2 separate regions of the Ovis aries genome follow, and region 2 is linked to region 1. Evidence: chromatin contacts called from public Hi-C data. All regions are on one chromosome and are shown on one strand. The core of a region is the stretch at or near the end of the contact, and the rest is flanking DNA. Distances in the headings are between cores, read along the strand shown.

The links. Hi-C and Micro-C count contacts between places; a contact is called where the count stands out from the background.
Region 2: a Hi-C map of hypothalamus shows a contact between it and region 1, with 8 times the contacts expected there. The contact joins two enhancer-like sites. A contact is called at or near these places in 15 of 16 Hi-C or Micro-C datasets (blood, hypothalamus, liver and 7 more).

The regions. Positions count from the first base shown.
Region 1 is chr1:70,818,270-70,825,287 of ARS-UI_Ramb_v3.0, forward strand. The region is part of intron 3 of BCAR3 (BCAR3 adaptor protein, NSP family member); the gene reads right to left. Among named protein-coding and RNA genes, the nearest start is that of BCAR3, 140 kb to the right of the region's middle. Within about 2 kb of position 3,907, at least 8 of the 54 cell types and tissues checked have an H3K27ac peak or open chromatin away from gene starts, as enhancers often do. A contact at or near this core is called in hypothalamus, where this site is marked.
Region 2 is chr1:70,997,300-71,004,317 of ARS-UI_Ramb_v3.0, forward strand. No RefSeq gene overlaps it. Among named protein-coding and RNA genes, the nearest start is that of TRNAR-UCU, 12 kb to the right of the region's middle. Within about 2 kb of position 2,747, at least 12 of the 54 cell types and tissues checked have an H3K27ac peak or open chromatin away from gene starts, as enhancers often do. A contact at or near this core is called in hypothalamus, where this site is marked.

The sequences.
Region 1 (7,018 bases), core at 2,657-5,156:
GAATACTAGAGCGGGTTGCCATTTCCTTCTCCAGGGCGTCTTTCTGACCCAGAGATCAAACCGAGGTCTCCTGCATTGCAGGCAGATTATTTATCATCTGAGCAACCAGGGAAGCCCTCTTTACCATATACTTCTGCCTAAATGTGCTAAATGTGTGAGTTTTTATGGTGCAACTGTGACCCCAAGGTTTTTATCCTATACTATGTTGGCAAGGGCAGAGAGGTTAGGCGTGGGATAAAATCACTGAAGAATTTCTGAAAAAAATTTTAGAGATGTGAGTGCCACTTATTCTGGGAAACTGAGAGATCTTTGGAACAACCTCACTGGCTCTCCCCTCAATTTAAATGTCCTTCCTATCTGGTTGTATAGGATCATCAGACCGTGTTGCTAAATGTTTATTAAGAGGACACGAAAGGGTCCTTGCCCTCAGAATGTGAATTCTTGCCCTGAGAACTCACAGTTCTGAGTTCTGAGGAGTTGGTTGTTGTTATTGACGGAACTATAGAATTTGGCACAAGTGCTATGCAGATAATGGAGTAGTAACACAGTGACCGGAGAGTTGCTTTTAGCAGGGAGGTCGGGGAGGTCTCTCTGAGGCAGTGGAATCTGAATGGGGGTGCATGAGGCACACAAGAATTAGGGTGACAGCTACAAAACCAGCATTTCCTGAGTGTTATCGACATGGCAGGCACTGCGTTAACAATTTTGTGAGCATTAATTCATTTAAGCCCTACTTCTCCCATTTATTGTTGAGGAAATTGAGCTCCAGAGAATTTTAGGAACTTGCCCCAGCGTCACACAAGCATGAGGAAATGGCTAAGATGGGGCTGTGTATCTGTATTAGTTTCCTAGGGCTGCTGTAGCAAGTTACCACAAACTCAATGGCTTTAAAATAGAAACATATTCTCTGACAGTTCAGGAGGCTAGGAGTCCAAAATCAAGGTGTCCCAGGTCTACACGCTCTCTGAAGGCTCTAAGGTGGGAACCTTCCTTGCCTCTTCCTGCCCTGTGGTGGCTGCTGGCAATCCTCGGTGTTCCTAAGCCTACGCACACATCAACCCCGATCTGTCTCTGTCATTGCTTGGCATGCTCCCTGTGTGTCCAAATTCCCCTCTTCTTATAAGACACCAGTCATTGGATTGTTGTTTAGTTGTTAAGTTGTGTCTAACTCTTGTGACCCCATGGACTGTAGCCCACCAGGCTCCTCTAGCCATGGGATTTCCCAGGCAAGAATACTACCAAAGGTTGCCATTCCCTTCTCCAGGGATTTTCCTGACCCAGTGATTGAACCCGCAACTCCAGCTTGGCAGGAGGATTCTTCACCACTGAGCTACCTGGGAAGCAACCCAGCACAACCGCACCTTAATTTGATCACATCTGCAATGATCTTCTTTCCAAATGCAGTTACTTTCACAGGTACTGGTGTTAGGACAGATGTCTTAGGACTTCAACACATCTTGCGGGGGTACACAGTTCAACCCATGACAGCAATCTAGCACCCGCTTCAAGCCACTCAGCTCTTCTACCACAAAAGAACCTTCCAGCCTAAGGAAAGGCAAAGACCCAGGGCAGCAGGAAAAGCCAGCATGGAAAAGTTTGTGAGTAAGGTGGATGGCAGGAGATGAGCTTAGAGATAGACAGGCCACAAGGGGAGGGCCATGAAGCCCAGTTATACAGCTGATTCTGGTCAGAGGCCGTGGCTTCAATCCTTGCTTACATGTGAGTTATCTCTTCACCGCCTCTCTGTCTGATTGGGATCTAAGAAGAGTCCTCTTTCTTCAGCCAAGGATGAAGGCTGTAGCCCAGAACAAGCATGTGAGCCTGCCATATCCCACTTACAGGCCAGACCAGGCTCCCTCGAGCACCTTCAGAGGGCAGCCCCGGCTTCGACCTTGATTCAAACCATCAAGTTCAGGGGTGTAGGGAGAATTTGCTTCTGACCTGGGACACTGACAAAATACATCTCAGGCTATCCTGGCAACGTCTGGCCTGAGGAGTTATTCACACAAACGCCAGGTAGGAGCAGTCAGGACTCCAGCTGTTTCCACACACCTGCTCACCCAGCAGAGCCGAAGATGCTAACATGACTAGAGAGACACTGCTACTCAGAGCAGACAGGTCTACCCGACGAGATGCCGAAATACGTCCAGGCCGCGCAGTGTTGCAACAGCATCATCCCTGAGGTTATGCAAGCACACACAATTTGCACAAGGACTCACTGCTATGTCATTAGGCAAGGTCAAGGTGATGTTGATGACCCAAGACTGCATCATGGAAGTGCTGGCGTGAAAAGATGAGATTTTTGTTGAAAGCCTGCTACACTCTGTTCAGAAGGGAAACAAGGATAGCGTGTGTGTACACAGCCTAGAGGAGGGGTCTGGTCTGCAAACCTTCGCTGTCAAGGTCCAGACAGTGAACAGCTCAGCTTTGCTGCCTAGTCTGTCACGACTACTCAACTGCACCCTCACAGTGAGAAAGTGGTGGCGCACCAATGAATGGGTGTGGCTGTGTTTCAGTAAAATTTATGCATGCTGAAATTTGAATTTCACAACTTTTACATTCTTCTTTAAAAAAATAAACAGACATGCAGAAACATAAATCTATTTTAGCTTGTGTACTACAGCAACAGACAGCAGGCGAGATTTGGTCCCAGGCTGTAGTTTGCTGACTGTCCCCCGCACACCCCCTGCTGCCCCAGCCCCCAGGCTAATGCTATCCCAGATGCTTAACGTAACATCATTGTGGTAACATGGTCTTCAATCGAAAATCTCCCTTCCGCCCCTAAAATCCTTACTGACTTCAGGCAAGATGCCAAGCGCTGTGTGAACTCTGGATTTCCCCCTGGCTGCTTCTCCATCACCACCTCCATTTAAGTCCTGCCAGAACTGTCAACTCATCTCATACAATGACTCTTAATTCTATCTCTAGAAGGCCTCCAGCACCTGCCCTGACTTTCCATTCCTGCTGTCACTATCCCAGGTTAAGCTGGCCATGGTATACATATATCCTCTCCATTCAGGTCAGGCTCTTGATGACACTTCCCTCCTACCCAGCCTGACTTGACTGAACAATTACTAGCATACAAATCTGCCCCAAACTATCTGCTGAATGAACCAAAGCAGTAAAAATACCCACAAGCTCAGCACTCTCTCCATCTGGTCAGCAGTTTGACATGGCCCATCTCAAAATCAAAAATCTCCCATAGTGAGATGGCAGTACTTAAGGCTGCAGTTTGCTTTTTTAAAGTCAGGCTCGGTGAGGTATAATTTGCAAATACTAAAATCACCCCTTCCCGTACAGTTCTATGACATCTGAAACAACCCCAATTAAAGTATCTCTATCATTCCCCCAAAGCTGCCCTATTCCCTCCTGCACCCCTTCAACCACTGATCTGCTCTTGGTACTGCCAGGTTTTATCTGCATCCCACGGTCCATTCCTTCTTAATGCTGAAGAGGATGTCACTGTGTGGGTCTGCGGTTCATCCGCTCAGCAGTCAAAAGACACTGGTGCTTTTTCCAGTTTTTGTCAGTTAGAAATAATGCCACTATAGACACTAACATACAGATTTCTAAATAGATGTATGTTTTCATGATGAAGTTTCACTTTTTATAAATGGCCACATTTTCACAGACCTGCAGGATAGGATTCCATGAAATGAAAGAATATCCTCCAAGTCTATTCTTCTCACCCTGCCTCAGCAATCTTTTAAAACTGTAGTAACATTAAGCTTCCGAGGAATCTTTGTAGAGAAGGTTTTTGGGGTGGAGTGGGAGGAGCTGGATGCGAGCTGTCTTTCCTTGCTCCCAAGATGAGCTCCAGGGCTGTTTCCCATTCACTGCTGGCAGTGTTTGATCTTCTGGTCCACGGGGCGGCACTGGCTCTCTGGATGTGCACACTCAGGCAAAAACCTGCAGAGCCAGCCAACTGGGCCATTATTTGGTTCGTATAACTTGTTAAAATCTCACAGAATGTACAGCGTGCCATTGTTTTTGTAAGTCCCTTTCATGACTTTGTGAGCTGGCTAATTCAGAGCAGACTGGACTGATTTCCCTTGCTGGAAGAAAAGACCTTCCTCAAAGACAGCTATTTAACCGTGACCATGGCTGCAACCATCTTGAGCACAAAGCGGGCTTAGGGGCTGCAGCCTTGCCGCCCCTGCCCCCACCGAGGCCCCCACAGCCCGGGGCACTTATTCTTGGCACTGGAATTCACATAATTACTCCTCTTTTAATCTGCAGGGTGACCTAATGTAGCCCTGGCCAGCCGACTGCAGGAAATGGTCTTGTGAGATCTGAGCCTTGGGCAGACCGTCAAATCTGTAAGCCCCTCTTAGAAAGAGCATTTGGGAGCATTAACCCCATAAAGGACGGGGCTCCAAGTGGCTCTAGGCTCCTAAGTAGCCAGTGCACACCCAGAGGAAGAAGTCCAAGGACTCTGGTCTCCTCTCCAGGGTAAGGCTCCAGTCCCGTCCCTTCATCTAACCTGCAAAGCAAGCTCAGAAACTGCAGATGTCTTAGAAAAGCTCACAAGTGGCTTCAGCAAGAATCCACAAGGGCTGACGACAAAAGAAAGGGCCATTCATTCACTAGGGAGCTCGTGGGAACAAAAGGCTACACTCTGTCCTGACACTTGCTAACGGCGGAGTCAGGAGAGCTGTTTCGTCTGCAGGCACTGTGCTATTTACAACCTGGCCTTGCCTATATAACCTTGGTTAATCTGAGAAAACAGTCTCCCCAATGTCTTCCCAACTATGCTATTATTATATTTATTTTCCAATTTGTCTTAAGGACAATTTACTTTAAAACAAAAAAAATCTATAATAAACATTTCTTCTAAAAGGAAAATCACAAATCCATAATGAACATTTCTTCTTAAAAAAAAAATCACCCAGCTCTGCTGTAGCTAATGAGTTCCTTTCCTAAAAATATATACTTTTAAGTCTCTCTCAGAAAAGAGACTCTATTAATATAACTGTAAGGCTATGTGTGAAGAAGCTAGAAAGAATTAGAATCTTCAGTCTAAAAGGAAGATAAGTATAAAGGGAGAACAGATAGGAAATACTATAAACTGATAAAACTCGGTGTATGTGAGTGTGTGTGGGGGGTGGGCAACTCCTGAAGGTTAAAGAAGTAGCCCCAGGAAAATATGAAAAGAATGACAAACAGTGAAAATGGAAGCAGGTTTCACAGGTTCAAGAAGGGGTTACAGAAGTGAAAATGTATGGAATATAAGAGCAAACGCAGGAGTGTCGGGGGAAATCTCCGATCTTTTGCGGTAATATGATGGGTGGACCATTATTACCTGTCACACCCTTGGTCTTAATGTCGGAGACACAACATAAAATGCCACCCTTGTTCCAATCAATGTGGCAGTTTTGTGATCAAGAGTGACAGATTAAGAAGGCCTTACCAAAACCCTTCCCCCTCCAGCTTGCCATAGGCGTTACTGTTGTTTATTCGCCAGTCGTGTCTGACTCCTTGCGACCCCATGGACTCTAGGCCTCCCCTTCCCTCACCATCTCCTGGAGTTTGCCCAAGTTCATGTTCATTGCATCGGTGCCAGCCATCTCAGCCTCTGACACCCTCTTCTCCTTCTGCCCTCAATCTTTCTCAGCATCAGGGACTTTTCCAATGAGTCGTCTGTTCGCATCAGATGACCAAAATACTGGAGCTTCAGCTTCAGCATCAGCTCAGGGTTGATCTCCCTTAAGATGACTGGTTTGATCTTGCTGTCCAAGGGACGTTCAGGTCTTCTCCAGCACCACAGTTGGAAGGCATCAATTCTTTGGCATTCTGCCTTCTTTATGGTCTAGCTCTCACACCATACATGACCATGGAGAAGACCATTGCCTTGACTATATGGACCTTTGTCGGCAGAGTAATGTCTCTGTTTTTCAACATACTGTCTAGGTTCCTGCCAAGAAGCAACTGTCCTCTGATTTCATGGCTGCAGTCACAGTCCACAGTGATTTTGGAGCCCAAGAAGAGGCAGTCTGTCACTATTTCCACCTTTCCCCTTCTATGTGCGCATGCAGTAATGGGGCTGGATGCCATTATCTTAGTTTTATTAATATTTAGTCTTAAACCAGCTCTTTCACACTCCTCCTTCACTCTCATCAAGAGGCTCTTTAGTTCCTCATAGTTTTCTGCCATTAAAGGGCTATCATCTGCATCAATTCAGTTTGCTTCGGTTGCTCAGTTGTGTCTGACTCTTTGCGACCCCATGGACTGCAGCAAACCAGGCTTCCCTGTCCATCACCAACTCCTGGAGCTTGCTCCAACTTATGTCCATTGAGTCGGTGATGCCATCCAACCATGTTATCCTCTGTCATCCTATTCTCCTCCTGCCTTCAATCTTTCCCAGCATCAGGGTCTTTTCAGATTAGTCAGTTCTTCGCATCAGGTGGCCAAAGTATTGGAGTTTCAGCTTCAGCAACACCCCTTCCAATGAATATTCAGGATTGATTTCCTTTAGGATGGACTGGTTGGATCTCCTTGCTGTCCAAGGGACTCTCAAGAGTCTTCTCCAACACAACAGTTCAAAAGCATCAGTTCTTTAGCACTCAGCTTTCTTTACGGTCCAACTCTCACATCCATAGATGACTATCGGAAAAACCATAGCTTTGACTAGATGAACTTTTGTTGGCAAAGTAATGTCTCTGCCTTTTAATATGTTGTCTAGGTGGGTCATAGCATTTCTTCCAAGGAGCAAGCGTCTTTTAATTTCATGGCTGCAGTCACCATCTGCAGTGATTTTGGAGCCCAAGTAAATAGTCTGTTACTGTTTCCACTGTTTCCCCATCTATCTGCCATAAAGTGATGGGACTAGATACCATGATCTTCGTTTTTTTGAATGTTGAGTTTTAAGCCAGCTTTTTCACTCTCCTCTTTCATCAAGAGGCTCTTTAGTTCCTCTTCACTTTCTGCCATGAGGGTGGTGTCATCTGCATATCAGAGGTTACTGATATTTCTCCCAGCAATCTTATTTCCAGCTTGTGCTTCATCCAGCCCGGCATTT
Region 2 (7,018 bases), core at 1,497-3,996, 180 kb after region 1:
ATTCCTGTTACATAAAGAGACTTTATGATATCTTTCCAGCTTCCTGTCCTGTTTCTGCAGGAGTTTTATTTAGCCTTATATACAAGTATGTACTTGCATGTGTGATGGAAGGAATGAGGGCCAGGGCATCAAAGCAGGGGTCAAAAGGGGTCAGTCACACGAGGGGAGGCCAGGATGGAACATGGTCTGGCCTTGCTTTCTGGTTCTTGGGGCTGAGAACCAAGCCTTCTTAGTGGATCTAGTCCATGGCTTTTGAAAGTCACCACTTACTGAGCACAGTGCTCGGTGCGTTGCGTATGTTGTTTCTCATTAGATTAACTTCGCAGCACCTAATGAGATGGTTTTGTTGTTGTCACTGCTTTTTTATTAGAGCGCAGGAAACAAGCCTCAAGAAATGTTACATGGCTTGGTCTTTCACGCGACTCAGAAGAGGCAAAAGTGAAATCTGAACTCACGCTGCGTCTAAGGCCTGTGCCCTCAGCCACAGGTGTTTTAGCCTTTCCGCTCCTTCTGTTTTGCTTCCCTGTCTCTGGGCTCCTTCCTAGTTCAGGATGGACAGACATCCATAAGCTCCATGTCACATCTGCATCCTGCCTTCAAAGCCCTCCGCAGCCTGGCTCTATCCTCCCCTTACTACTCCCGTGTTCAGGCTCCCTTCTGCAGCTGACCAGGTCTGTTTATCTCGCAAGTCCCACCCAGCGCCGCCGCCGCGCTGCATCACAGCACTTTCTGCTCAAGGAGTTTTCCTCGTCCCAGCCTCCTCCTGCTTCCTCACCCGCCTTACTCACATCCCCAGCCCTCTCGCTCTGCCAGGGCCAGTGAAGACTTATTCCCTCCATGAAGCTTCTCCATCCACCCAGGCCTCAGAGACGCCCACTTCCTTTAGGGTGAAGAACTTGCTCTTTGGGCTGCTGATCTGTCTGTTAACCACATGCTACTTTACGATACTCTTGATATTACCGCCTTCGCTATCAACTTTCCATGTGCTACTGCTTTGTCTCCGCGATTAAGATTATAAGCTCCTTGAGTGCCAAGTGTCTCCTTTAAACTTTGTGATATTTCTCTTAACCCCTCGTGTGGCGCTTTGCACACTAAAGGGGTTCAGTAGATATCTGTTGGTTTCTATATGATTATATTCATACCTGGTTAATACCAGTACTCTTAGCACAAATGTCAAAGAGCTAAGTTAATCGTCAGCGCTTACCACCTCCCACTCAGGGCTTTCTTTTTCCTACCTATGAGCTGAATACTTTGGTCCACCCTTTCCACACAATATCCCCAACTCAGGCCTAGTCACGCTATACTCGGGCCAGTGGTCTGTTGTTGTAGTTATGTGTCTCCAGAGCCAAGTTTCCTGGATTTATATCCTATTTCTGCTACTTTCTAGCTGTAATCTGAGCAAGCTACTTAACCACTTGGGGCCCCAGTTTCCTCATCTGTAAAATGGGGATAATAGTACTGTCATTCATCAACTATATATTGAGGGCCTACTGTATGCTAAGCATTGTTCTAGGTGCTGAGCATGAAACAAATTCTCACCATCAGGAAGCTAACATTCTAGTGAAGAGACACAGACAAGTAATCGAAATAAACATAGTGTGTCAGGAAGTGATATGGGCTGTGGAAGGGAGTAAAATGGCATGGTGACACTGGAAACCAGACCCGCAGGACACTGTACTGATGAAACGAACAGATGAATGGAAGGACTTAGCATGTGGTGCACAGTAAGCACTGAACAATTGTTGTTCAGCTGCTAAGTCTTGTCTGACTCCTTGTGACCCCATGAAATGCAGCACACCAGGCTTCCTTGTTCTTTACTATCTCCCAGAGTTTTTCTCAGACTCATGTCCAGTGAGTTGACTCTTAGCATCAGGTGACCAAAATATCGGAGCTTCAGCTTCAGCATCAGTCCTTCCAATGAATATTCAGGGTTGATCTCCTTTAGGATGGACTGGTTGGATCTCCTTACTGTCCAAGGGACTCTCAAGAGTCTCCTCCAGCACCACAGTTCAAGAGCATCCATTCTTCACTGCCCGGACTTCTTTAAGGTCCAACTCTCACATCTGTACATGACTACTGGAAAAACCATAGCTTTCAGCTGGAATGTGAACTAGACTTCAAGAGGCAGAGATTCTGGCTTGTTTGCTCTGTTTTTAGTAGATGGTGAACATGTGTTTGTTGAATGAACAAATGAACCCTGGGCCTCACCCCAGGCCTCTCCCAGGCAGCCTGGCCAACTCTGCCCCTTCCCTCCTTCCTACAGACACCTGGCCTGCACTCCTGTTTCCCGCCCTGCTGAATGTTTAGGACTCCCAAAGAACAAAACAGTAGGGACAGAAACAACTTCCTTCCACCTTTGCCCTCAGAACCCCTAGTGCTGCTCCGTAAAGTGACATGTGGCAGCTGTGCTCGAAGGTTGGGGTCAGCAGCAGGGCTCTCCATGGCTGGCTGCAGGCAGGGCCTGACTGCCTCAACAAAGGGGCCCGTCCTTTCCTCCGATCCATCAGATCCATCCCAGAGGGCTGGGCTGGGCTGGCCTCTCAGATGATGACTCTGGGTGTACAGACACACTGACCTTGCAGCTTCCCCTCCTGTCGGGGCTCCCCAGCTCTGGCCCAGGCACTTAGAGGCACCATGCCCCTCCTCTTTGTGTTCCTGCATCCGCCTGGCGGGCTCCTCCTCCTTTCTTTGTGGCCCTCTCCCCCTCTGGCTCCCTTTGCTGGCTTTATTCCTCCCAGGCTTCCTGTCACACTAAGCTCTTTGTCCTCTCTCCCCACTCCTCAGATGACATTCTTTCGTGCCCTCTGTAAGTCCAGAGCTGCCTGGCAGGGCCTCTCCTCCTCATTCCTTCTGTCTCATCAAAAAAGGCACTTAATCTGATTGAAAGTTTCCTTCTGGGCACTGGGTTCTGCCTGCCTCGGTGGCCTGAGGGGCAGCCTTCTCCCCAGGAGGGCTCTGCTGTCCTGAGGAAGGGTCTGTGAGAGAGAGAGCTTTGTCAGGCTTGGCTGCGAGCGGCATGTCTGGCTTTTGTTCCAGGCCATCCCCTTCCTCAGCTCTCAGGCCATCCATCAAAGCTCAGAAGCACAGACCGAGAATCCTCAGCAGGTCAGTCAGCTCTGGGGTGAATTCCCTGGGTGACGTTAAGTGGACAACATTCTCTCAACACCCAGGGTCAAGTTAGGGAGCCAGTACACAGGAAACCCCACTCAGTAACACCAGAGAAAATCACTGAGTGCCACACCTATGTCCCCAAGTCAACCTCAGAGCCAGTCTCATTTCAGGGCTGTAGCTGGTAGCTGCCCTGGGCATACATCAACTTGCAGAGCACCCGCCCTGCGCAGCCCGGCCTTCAGAACTCAGCCTGCCCCACCCTGCTTTGCTCTAAGGAGCTAAGCAGCAGCCTTCATTGGCAGGTTTAAGCTCCCCCTTGGTAGAGAAAAGCAACCAAGGCATTTAAAAGTTAAGTTCTCTTCAGGGAGAGAACCAGAGGTCATGCTGGTAGGAGACAGCAAGGAAAGGAAACAAGGGCATATCCCCTGCCCTTCTCCATGCTCTGCCTGTTTCTTCCAGCAGGGATTCAAGCTGCCCCTTCTCTCTCTCTCCTGAGCTCAGCTTCCCTCCATGTCCAGGGCCAGTGCTTTGGAGCTCATCCTGCTGACTCTTTGCCCCATTTCTGCACTGGCAGCTCCGCTCACCTGACCCCTAAATCTGTGCCTGCTTGGGGACCCGGCCGAGATGCTGTTCCTGCTCTTGTCTGCCTGCCTGCCAGCTCCCCTCTGCTTCCCCTACCACGGCTCCAGCCCAGTGGAACTGTGTCTGGTTTCTGGCTGGATTCATTTTTCAAAGGTTTCAGAGAGAATGAGAGGAAAATTCTCTCTCCAACTTTTAACACATAGAAGGAGCTTGGTAAATATGAGTTGAAATTGGTAAAGAATGGAAGGATGGAAGGGAGGGAGAGAGGGATGGAGGAAGAGGAGAAAGAAGGAGACGATGGAGAATCCTGCTCACTGGACTACTCTACCTTCTTAAGGACTCCAGATCCAGAGCTTCTGAAAGCTCTTAAACAAAGTATCAGGGTGGGCGGAGGTCAGGAGGGGAGAGGCAGAGCGGAAGGGAGGCACTGGCCTGTGCTCCTGGGAGAACACAGACCCAGGGCTGGGGGCCCATAGCTTCCCCATGTCTGCGGCCCTGATCACTGGCCTAGTGTCTCCCCAGGCCCAGGGAATGTCAGAGCCCCACCCCACGTCTTCACCCCTGCAGTTTTTCCTACCTGGGCTGCTCTTTCCTTTCCTCTTCACCTTTCTCATTCCTCCTCCTTCCTGTGAAGACTTCCCACCCATCCCTCCCCCATGCCCGCAGCCAGGGACTCTTTCCACTCTGCCAGCCTTCCTGGAGCAGTGCCTGATGGAGGGTGTTTGTCTGTATCTCTCTCCCTTTCATGGTTTCCTTCATGCAGTATTCATTCAAGTGAAATTTATGTTTTTTTACTTAGTAAAAAAATGAATTTATTTGGATACGCTGGGTCTTAATTGCGGCACATGGGATCTTTAGTTGTGGCCTGCAGGAGCCAGTTCCCTGACCAGGGATCAAGCCCCAGCCCCCCTGCATGAGAAGCGTGGTGTCCCAGCCACTGGACCACAAGAGAAGGCCCCGTGTGTCATTTACGGAGGGCCTACCATCTGCCAGCAGTGATTAAGAGAGACCCGGCTCCTCAGTGCCACCAGGGAGGTCGCAGTGCAGCGAGGGAGAAGACTTCAGGAATACAAGATGGAGAATGCTTTGGAAAGGAAAGTCAGGGTGCTATGAGTGAATATGAGAGAGGGTGTACTTTAGCCTGAGGTTAGGAGCAGCACAGTCAGGGAAGGTCTCCCAAAAGATGGAACATTTAAACTGAGAAACTTGAATAATGAGGAAGGAAGGCATGGCCAGGGAGAGAGGTGTGTGCATGTATGTTAGGGGCAGTGTCCTATTTCAGGCTGAGCTTGCGCAAATGCAAAATCTGCACAGGGAAAGAGACAGTGATTCCGGTGAGAGGATCCCAAGCACAGCTTGTAGCTGGTGGAGGGAGACAGGCTGCACGGTCGGGTGGGACGAGACGCTGGGGCACCAGCAAGGTCAGGTTCAGTGCCATTCCAGAAAGGGGGGGCCTGTGATTTATTTGTTTTTGTATTTCTGGGGCCCCTGGGAATCACAGGTGCTCAAGAAGTGTTTATTGAACAAATAAAGACTGAAAACACTTTAACTAGAGAAACAGAATTTACCAGGACATGGGGATCTGACTAACGAAACAAAACCACCCCAGAGGCCACCACTAGGGCCATTTCAACCTTCAGCTGGCAGCCGGGAAGCGCTGCAGCCATCCGCCTGGCACAAGGACAGGTCTGTCGTAAGCACATTTGGCCTGATTTGAGCTGGTGAAACTTAGCAAAACAAGAGTGACGTTCATCCAAAGCAGGTCTATCCAGAGCCCGTGGGAGGGACCAGTGACATCTTCCAGGCTGGGACTTCACACGGTGGGGGAGCCTGGCAGACACAGACCCTGCCAGGGGCTGAGTATAGCCTTTCAGGGACAGGCACTCTCCGCTTCTCCCTACAGTTCTGGAGGGACACAGGACTCTGGAGAGCCTGCACATTCACAGGGAGGGGGACTCCAGCGATCATCTGGTCAGTTCCTAGTTTTATAGACACTGACACCAGACAAATTGGGTGTCTCACCCTAAGTCAGTGGCAGGAGGAAGCTAGATCTCAGGGCTCCTGATTCTACTTCCAGTCCTCTTGTAAGAACACCTAAGGGAAGAAAGGAGGAAGAGAGAGAAAGAAAGTAGAAGAGGAGTGGGGAGGAAACTCGATTAGGGCTGTCTCATGGGAACTGAAGCAAAACACAGGTCTCCACAGTGAAGGGCAACTCAAAGTTCTGTGCCTTGTAACATACTCATAAACCTGAGTTCAGGTGCCACGCTGAAAGGCAGAGTGAGAACCCAGTGTTTGCCTTTCTCAGCTGAAGGCTCAGCCTTCGGGAGAAAAGTTCCTACCCTAGCGATCTAAGATGCTACTGGGACCACAAAGCCTTCTCCTTTCAGCTAACCAGTAGCTAGGAGCTGGGATCTGGAACGAAGCAGCCCTAAGTCTGGCTGAGCCCTTGTGCTTTCATAATCTCCCTAACCTTTTCTCATTTCCTTTCTCGCAATAAAACTCCTGGGCTTTAGCTGGCACGTGGTTGGCTGGAAGAAAGATAACATTCCCCAGCTCCTGGTGGCTAAGAGTTGCCTCTGTGACTAGGTTCTGATCAGTGGCAGAGAGATCAGGTGCAGCCTCAAGAAGTCAATTACAAGCAGTGGTTCTCTAGCTGAATAGATTTTGCTTCCCTGGACACACAGCAATGTCAGGGGCCATTTTTTCTGTCACACTTGGGAAGAAGAAAGTTATACTGGCATCTGGTGGTAGATGCCAGGGATGCTGCTAAACAGGAGAGGCCCTATGACAATCTGACCCCAAATGCCAATAGTACCAAGACTGAGAAACCCTGCCTTAAGGGAGACAGTGTGCTCATTTGCTTCTCTCTCCAAATTACTGACTGGAGTGTGGATGTAAAGGCTGGAATCTAAGCTGCCATCTTTGTCCATGAGGTGGAAGCTCCATGTTGAGGATGGTGGAGTAACAAGATTGAAGAAATCTGGATCCTTGATCATCCCGAAATTGCTGTACCAGCTAAGGATGCCTCACTTCCACACTCTGTTACTTAATACAGAATGAAGTTTTAACTCCATTGTTTTAGGCTTTCCATCACTTTCAGCTGAACTTCACTGATAAACATTCCTTCCTCCTGCTCCGTCTCCCCTCAGCTTCAGTGCACCTCTGCACACTCAACCCTCGCCCCTGGTCTCCTCCTGCCTCGTCCTCCTTCGTTGCGCCCAGCTTTCACCTCCAGATTGACTCCAGAGCTATATTCACCCATCCTCTACCTCGCTCTACTTTGACTTTGGATCCTGGCTCTAAGATCTATCTTTTTGCAGCTCGG